2 separate regions of the Callithrix jacchus genome follow, and region 1 is linked to region 2. Evidence: chromatin contacts called from public Hi-C data. All regions are on one chromosome and are shown on one strand. Each heading gives the region's core, a stretch centred on a gene start, on an enhancer-like site or on the middle of the called end of the contact. The rest is flanking DNA. Distances are from core to core; before and after follow the strand shown.

The links. A called contact is a pair of places that touch in the nucleus more often than the background predicts.
Region 1: a contact with region 2 is called in a Hi-C map of induced pluripotent stem cells, with 5 times the contacts expected there. The contact joins two enhancer-like sites. A contact is called at or near these places in 3 of 3 Hi-C or Micro-C datasets (induced pluripotent stem cells and skeletal muscle).

What each region holds. Positions count from the first base shown.
Region 1 is chr3:121,550,354-121,554,385 of calJac240_pri, forward strand. All of the region lies in intron 3 of SHROOM3 (shroom family member 3), which reads right to left. Among named protein-coding and RNA genes, the nearest start is that of CCDC158, 85 kb to the right of the region's middle. Within about 2 kb of position 1,573, at least 2 of the 16 cell types and tissues checked have an H3K27ac peak or open chromatin away from gene starts, as enhancers often do.
Region 2 is chr3:121,395,518-121,399,399 of calJac240_pri, forward strand. All of the region lies in intron 4 of SHROOM3 (shroom family member 3), which reads right to left. Among named protein-coding and RNA genes, the nearest start is that of CCDC158, 240 kb to the right of the region's middle. Within about 2 kb of position 2,189, at least 3 of the 16 cell types and tissues checked have an H3K27ac peak or open chromatin away from gene starts, as enhancers often do.

The DNA of each region.
Region 1 (4,032 bases), core at 323-2,822, 150 kb after region 2:
AAGTCAATTAAGTTGTTTTTTGCTTCCCTTTAGGTCTTGATTGATTTTTAATATAGGCCATTGGGCCAATGAACTCAAGGGTTCTACCCCTACCCCAGGAACTGTGTAGCAGCAGAACACTTTCAGTGATAAGTTAATGACTATATAACGTATGTCATTTTTTAAAGATCAGTGTCTGACCCAGATAAGAAAAATCAAAGTTCCAAGTCCTCCAGACTCCTCCTTTATCCTCAGAATTTTCTCAGTGCCTACCAGCTAAGGTCAGAACTATTATTTCTGTGGGTGTTTGCTAATGACAATGAAGTCATTTTTCTCTTAAAGGCTTTTCTACCGCAATTACCCAGTTCTTGTTTCCTGCTTAAAGCATACTACCAGTAAATGTGATCAGTGAGATAAAAGTATTATTTTCCTGCCAGGCATGGTGGCTAATGCCTGTAATCCCAGGACTTTGGGAGGCCGAGGCAGATGGATCACCTGAGGTCAGGAGTTTGAGACCAGCCTGATCAATATGGTGAAATCCTGTCTCTACTAAAAATACAGTTAGCTGGGTATGGTGGCAGGTGCCTGTAATCTCAGCTATTCAGGAGGCTGAGGCATGAGAATCACTTGAATCTGGGAGAGGGAGGTTGCAGTGAGCAATATCATGACACTGCACTCCAGCCTGGGTGACAAAGCAAGACTCTGTCTCAAAAGAAAAGGAAAAAAAAAGTATTATTTTCCCCCAAACATTAGAATTAGAATCAGCAACCAGCTTCCCCTTCTCCCACAGTCAGCTTGAACAGCTTTCCTTGTGTTTAGCTGGCATTGTCTCACTTTCAGAGTCAAAAGCATAGATGCAAGGCCTCTGTTAGGGAATCATGAAAGTCCTGACAGTAGAACAGTTCCATGGAGGGACCTTTGAAGTCAAAGGAAAGGAAGGATCAATCTTTGACACAAAGTCAACCTGTTGCTCCCACTCCTGGATGGAAGCTGGAAGCCCTGCATCTGTGGAGGGTAACTTAGCACCATGGCAGGCCTGAGCTGGGTGGCTACCGCAAGCAACAAAGCATTTCACAAGACTTGTTCATGCAGATGTGGGTGCACTCCACGGTTTGGGTGCCTTCATGATATGGTCAAGGATGTTAGTTATGATCCAATCCACCTTGTTTCTTTCCTGTATTTCAGCAAAACATTAACTAACCATTTTCTACCCTAGCTCCTCCTGAGAGCTCACCGTAGTCGGTCATATCTCCGGCCTGTGATAAGGCCTTTACCAAATTTTCTGCTAACTTTCCCTTCGTGGGAGCACCTCATCAAGTTGAAAGAGAAGTGTGTGATTCCATGCTCACTGAAGTACCCGATCCCTACCTCAAATCCCTTAGGTCCAGGTTAGGGTTTCTTTCCTCTTCCCACCCCAAATCATTTTGGAGGTAGTTTAGATAGTAGCTACCAAAAAGGCCACCAGTTGAAAGGTTATTTTCCCTTCTTGTCCCTTGATCCCCAAGCACCCTGCAGAGGGTGCGACCCCTAAAACAGGTAGAATCCTGGGGAAGTGAGGAAGCCCACATTGTGGTGAGAAAATGGCCCACATTCCAGATCTGCCAGTTTCTTCTGCTGCTTTCCTTGATGATTTTCTGCTCTTACCACTTAGCAGGAAGAAAAGAAAGAAGAGGATCCTCTCTGAAAAACAAGGCTCTGTTCATAATCTGCCCTCCTCCCTCTCCTCTGGAGATCCCCTCTGCTTTGGAATCTTAGGATATGAGCCCAATGCCATTCTGGGGGTTGCAAAAGCAGTTTCCAGGTGATCAAGTCACGTGGAATCCGTCAGAACAATTAAACAACTTCTTCCTGGTATTTGTGTCAATTTCCTTGTACTCTATATGTCAATCCTTTAACTTGACCTTTGGCCCTGTCTTTTTAGCCCTTCCATTCTACTCCCACTGCCTCACTCAGGTCAGCTTCTGCCTGGAAATCCCCAAAGTCCCTGATGAAAGAGGATCTTTCTATTTAGGCTTCATGTCCACTCCCCCTGGTCTCAGGTTGAAAATCTGAGGGTCACCTCACCTGTGTCTCAACTAGGCCCCTGGCCTCTTCCCTGGGGATCTTCAGAACTACCTTTATCTGAGGACAGGCCCTTCACTCCATTTCTGCAATGGGGTTTTCCATTTCACTTCATGGTCTGTCTCCCACCTTCTTACTACCCTTTTCCAGCCTCGCTGGCCAGGAGTCACCAGCTCCCACCAAGGATCACAGAGACCCAACACACAGATCATCAAGATTTCCTACCATTGTTTATAAATGGAACATATCTGAATAGACTGGTAACACATGGGTGTTTTATTTGAAATTTATTTCCCTGGGAGAGCACTACCAAGCCCCCATACTGCAAATCCTCCCTGATCCTGGAAGGCAGAGGTTGTTTTTAATCGTATAAAGCACATAGCTGCTATTTTGCCAGCAAGTCCCCTGCTTATCACAGGTGAGAACTTGAAGGGTATTCTTCCAAGAAGCAGTAGAAGTGATGGAAAAAGCCTTGGAGAAATTTTAGGCAGAGGTATTGTTGAGTGGTGGCTCAATTCCTTCAGTGGATATATTGAAAGAGTAGGGGAATTCCGATTATAGTGATAGAAGCATAATTCTAAGGACATTAAACTTTGGCCTCATAGAAACCACTAAGAGCAGGTAGTGATCTTAAGCCATCTAGATGTTTTACTTTATAACATGGTATAAATAGAGAATACCATCTTATCCTACTGGTTTTAGCAAATGACAGCCAAGAGCCTTGTCTTTTGCTGCCACCTTGTGTTTAGGAGAAGAAAGTCTAAATTCACAGTTGCTGTGGCACTGAGAAATGAACTTTTTTTTTTTTTTGAGACAGAGTTTCCCTCTTGTTGCCCAGGCTGGAGTGCAGTGGTGTGATCTCAGCGCACTGCAATCTCCGCCTCCCAGGTTCAAGCAGTTCTCCTGCCTCAGCCTCCCGAGTAGCTGGGATTACAGGCGACCACTACCATGCCTGGCTAATTTTTTTGTGTTTTTAGTAGAGACAGGGTTTCACTATGTTGGCTAGGCTGGGCTTGAACACCTGACCTCAGGTGATCTACTTGCCCCGGCCTCCCAAAGTGCTGGGATTATATGTGTAAGCCCCTGTGCCCAGTGAGAAATGAACTTTTTAGAGGCAGAAGAGACTTAGAAATTCTGCAGTCCAGCTCCCTTCACTTTACAGATGAGGGAAACCAAGACCTAGATTGGGACCGAAGTCTCCTTGTTCTTTCCCCTGTGCCATCCTACCTCTCTGGTCAATCATACTCACATCACATGCACACATCGAGTCCTCAACAGCTAAGCCCACTGATGCACATGGCAGCAAATGCCAGTATGTCCAAATCCATACGCATCTCATTCAGTGGAAACATTTCCACAGGATTGTGCAGTTGTGTATGACAAGACCAGATGACCAAAGACAATGAGAGCTAACACTTAGCATTCACTGTGGATCAACTACTGTGCTAAGCACTTTGTGTATATCTCACTCAATTCTTTCAGTCACTCTGTAAGGCAACAACTATTACTATTGCCATCGTATATTTAAGGAAATTGAGGCTTAGAAAGGTTAAGTAACTTGCCAAAAGCCATTCAGCTACATCTGGCAGAGAGAGAACTCCAGTCTGTAACTAGTACAATCTGTGCTCTTGCCCCCTTTTCATTACTCATTATACTGACTTTGCCTCATCCCATTCTTCAGAGATAACATTATTACAATTTGGTATATTCCCTTTCAGCCTTTTTTAATGCAGAGATAAATATTTTTAAATTGATTTCAACATTTTTGTACTATAAAATAATGCTGATGAGGTCTTATATACAAATCTTGGTCTGGATATCAGTATTTTCATGATATATTTATAGAAGGAAAAGTATAGAGTCTGAAATTACGATCTTTACTGAGGATTTTGGCACTGGAAAATTTATTTTCAGAGTGCCTGCACCATTTCACAGGCCCACCAATAGTTCATGGAAGTACCCATTTTAACACTTCCTTACTGACATTGGAAG
Region 2 (3,882 bases), core at 939-3,438:
GCCAGGTGCAGTGGCTCATACCTATAATCCCAGCATTTAGGAGGCCAAGGTGGGTGGATCACCTGAGGTCAGGAGTTTGAGACCAGCCTGGTTAACATGGTGAAACCCTTTCTCTACCAAAAATTGAAAAAGTAGCTGGGCATGGTGGCAGGCATCTGTAATCCCAGCTACTTGGGAGGCTGAGGCAGAAGAATCACTTGAACCTGGGAGGCGGAGGTTGCAGTGAGTTGAGATGGTGCCATTACACTCCAGCCTGGGCAAGAGAGCAAAACTCCATCGCAAATAAATAATTAATTAAAATAAATTTAAAAATAATAATTCAATCAGTATGTGACAGACTAGTTATCACTGAGGTGTTGATGATTCTCTCCAAGGGGTATTTAAAAACAGACAAGGTAAGAATTAACTCAAATGGATGAGCCCCTCATAGACTGATATGGGATCTTAAGCAGTTGGGTGAAAGATTTTTGGGCAGTGAGACCTCTACAGAGGACCTCAAATCACTCTATGCACTTAACCAGATAGTCCTGCAAAGGGCTCCTTGTGCATTTATTCTATACCCAAGTACAAATTGCTAAAAGATGAATGGTGAAGATGCTGATGGTGCTGGAGCTTTGCAAGCAAGATGGGCTCTGGAGGGGACTGGGGTGCACAGAGGCGGGTGGCAGTGCCCTGACATATGTGAGAGGTACGTGTGAAATGGGGAGGGGCAGTTAGCTTCACACTCTTGAGTCTGGTGGCCTCTGTGTGATACCCAGCATCTGAGCACAGTCTCTGAAGTACCCCTGCCCAACTTCATTCTTGGTTTCTTTAGCATATGCATATTTTAGATGGGTTGCTTCAGTCAAAATGAACTCATTTTTTCTTATTTTGTTAAAAAGGCTTCTCAGGTAGGGCGCAGTGGCTCATACCTGTAATCTCAGCACTTTGGGAGACTGGGGAGGGTGGATCACCTGAGGTCAGGAGTTGCAGACCAGCCTGGCCAACATGACAAAACTGCATTCCTACTAAAAATGCAAAAATTAGCCAGGCATGGTGGCACACACCTGTAGTCCCAGCTACTTTGGAGACTGAAGCAGGAGAATGGTTTGAACCTGGGAGGCGGAGGTTGCAGTGAGCCAATATCATGCCATAGCACTCCAGCCTGGGTAACAGAGTGAGACTCCATCTCATAAATAAATAAATAAACAAATAAAGCTTCTCAAAGCCCACGGCAACATCACTAGAGTCCTGATTTATTCTTTGGTGTTGTTACATATATGTAAGAATTTCAAGGAAAGCCAACAATTATAGGCTAAAATCTCAGTTTGTCTAACATGTGGCTCTAAACCCGAATGACCAATATGAGAAGTGATGTTTTAAACTGTGGGTGCCACTTTTTCCAAAGGGATCCAAATGGCTAGGTGGTGGGGGAGTAGGGGAGTAAAGAACTCAGTCACCGGGCCTGCCCTCTTGGCAAGGTGCCTGGAGTCTGCTGTTGACTTCTGCCTGTAAGTGGGGAGTGATCGATGCTCTTGAGCCTCTGCAGCAAGGAAGAGTTCGTTTACATCGGAAGCTGCTTCGAGGGAGAGGAGAGGTGGCTGAAGGATGGGCCTGGAGTATTCACAATGAGGGTTCCAATGAGATCATTTAATCAGAGGGGACACCAGAACCAAGCTTTCCTGCTAGAGGGCCAACCGAGAAGGAAGAATGGGATCTGAATGAGATCCATTTTTAGATTAGCCATTTTTTTTTTGGCTTGTTTAATCATAACAGTGATTTGAAAAGGCTTTACCAGTGAGTCAGTGGTGGATTTTACAATAATTAGTTACAAATTCCCTAATTGTTTCCAAAAAAAGATTTACTATGAAATGATACAAAGTGCAATTGAATCTTTGGGTTTTCTTTTTGTATGTGTTAGGTATCTGATGTGTCAGTTTTGCAAACTACTTGGTTTTGATATTGAAAAAAGTTTGCTATTTTGGCTTCCAGTTGAACTGACACTATTCACCTGTTTATCATCTATCCAAAGGTACCTATGGTAGTCACTACTTGGATCCTACCAAGCACACAAGTGGGCACACACACACACACACACACACACACACACGGGGCTTTGGAAGGGTAGCATCCTGCAGGAATGCTTGATGTAACACTTACCACACTATGACATATGAGTCACTGTTCCTACTCTGTATCCCTCACTTGACAGTGAGGCTCTGGACGGTATGAAACAGTTTGTCTATTTTATCCTCCAATCTTAATGCTTAACAGAGTATCTGACACATAGTAGGCGAAAATAATTATTTTTAGTCTTGCTATTTCCTGTTATGTTCTTTATGGAGATGACAGCCAGCAATGCAAATCTATTTCTACTTAAAGATGCTGACTCATTGCTCAATCTCTCACATCCAGCCACATAGACTTTCCTTTGATTTTCCATTTTTAGAACCTCTCCTGGGGGTTTCCAGAAAGGAAGCAGGAATTTCTGTAATTATTTAGTTAATTCCAACTAGAGCAGCAAATATAAGTCACCAAGGCTTGAGGTTTGAAACCCTGGGATTTGGTGTTCAGCTTCACATCCTCACAGTCAGTTGGATGCTGAGCAGGTCTGATCTGTACTTTCCTAATTTTCACAATTGTTGTGGGAAGTTATTATAAAATGTATGGAAAAGCCCTTTGGTAACTACAAAGCTGGTATTGCTATCAACTTCACTTTGTCAGTCTGGAAAAGTCCAGTGGCAAAGTGATTTGCCCTGGCTTATGCATTCAATAGCACATCTAGAGCTCAATCCAATGGTTTCCCAACAGCCTAATGAATGTACTACACTCCACGGAGAGGACCAGTTCCAGGATTGTCTCCAAATGACCAGAAGGCAACACCCAGCTGGTGCTGATCTTAGAACATGTATCCTTTGGAAGAGTCCTGAAACCAGCCCAGTCTTCAGGGGACCAGCTGTTGATCACTGGCTTGTCTTACATGGGCCCAGAGACAGTTTGTTCTCTTTGTATCTTTATATCAGAAAATCCAACAGTCGCAGAGCAGAGAAGCAGGTTTTTTCTATAGATAGCATTAACAGGCAGGCCAATGGATGTCACTGTTGCACCACAGAAACCAAACCTCAACTCCTACCGCCACCTCCCCGCCCTCTGCCCCCCAGCCCTGTGCCCCCCAACAGCAGCACCCTCACTATTTCGGAACTTTAGGAGAACAAAGCACACTTTGAACCAAAAGAAAACAATGATAAATAAGTAATTGATATTCCACTTAAAATTTTTAGAGCTAGTAATGAACAGGCATATTCAGGGACACATTAAGGCAAATAGCTTTGAATATCATTGATGGCTATAAATGAGTGTATATGTCACTTAACAGGAGGAAAGGTCACAAAATGAATCAAACCAGGTCTTTTAAATTCAAATACTGTGTTTCTTTCACCCTGGCTCTCACAATGTTCAAAATTATTTTAGAAAATTTGTTGATACGTAGATTAAGACTTCTCATCATCTATCAATGGCCGTGCATGACTGTTTTGGAAAGAACCTTGAATGCTCAAACTAGCATAATGATCAAATGAATATGTATATGTATTGAGCACCAACTTCGTGCCAGGAACTGGGTTTGACTTTTCACAACTCTTGAAGGTAAGATGATTATTTCCATTTTTCATACGGGTTCAGCAAGAATAAGTGATGGTAAGAGACAGAACATTGGTGCAGATCCAGGTCTACTGGCCTGCAAAACCCTGTTAGGATATGCGCCCATTCAGTTCAAGCCTTCTTTGACATCCCACTGCATGTGCCTCACTGGAGATACTACAATGAATGCAAACCATCTCCAGTCTCAAAAGTTTAAGGTCTTTAACAGACAATTATATTACAATTGAGTGAGAACAGCTTTTG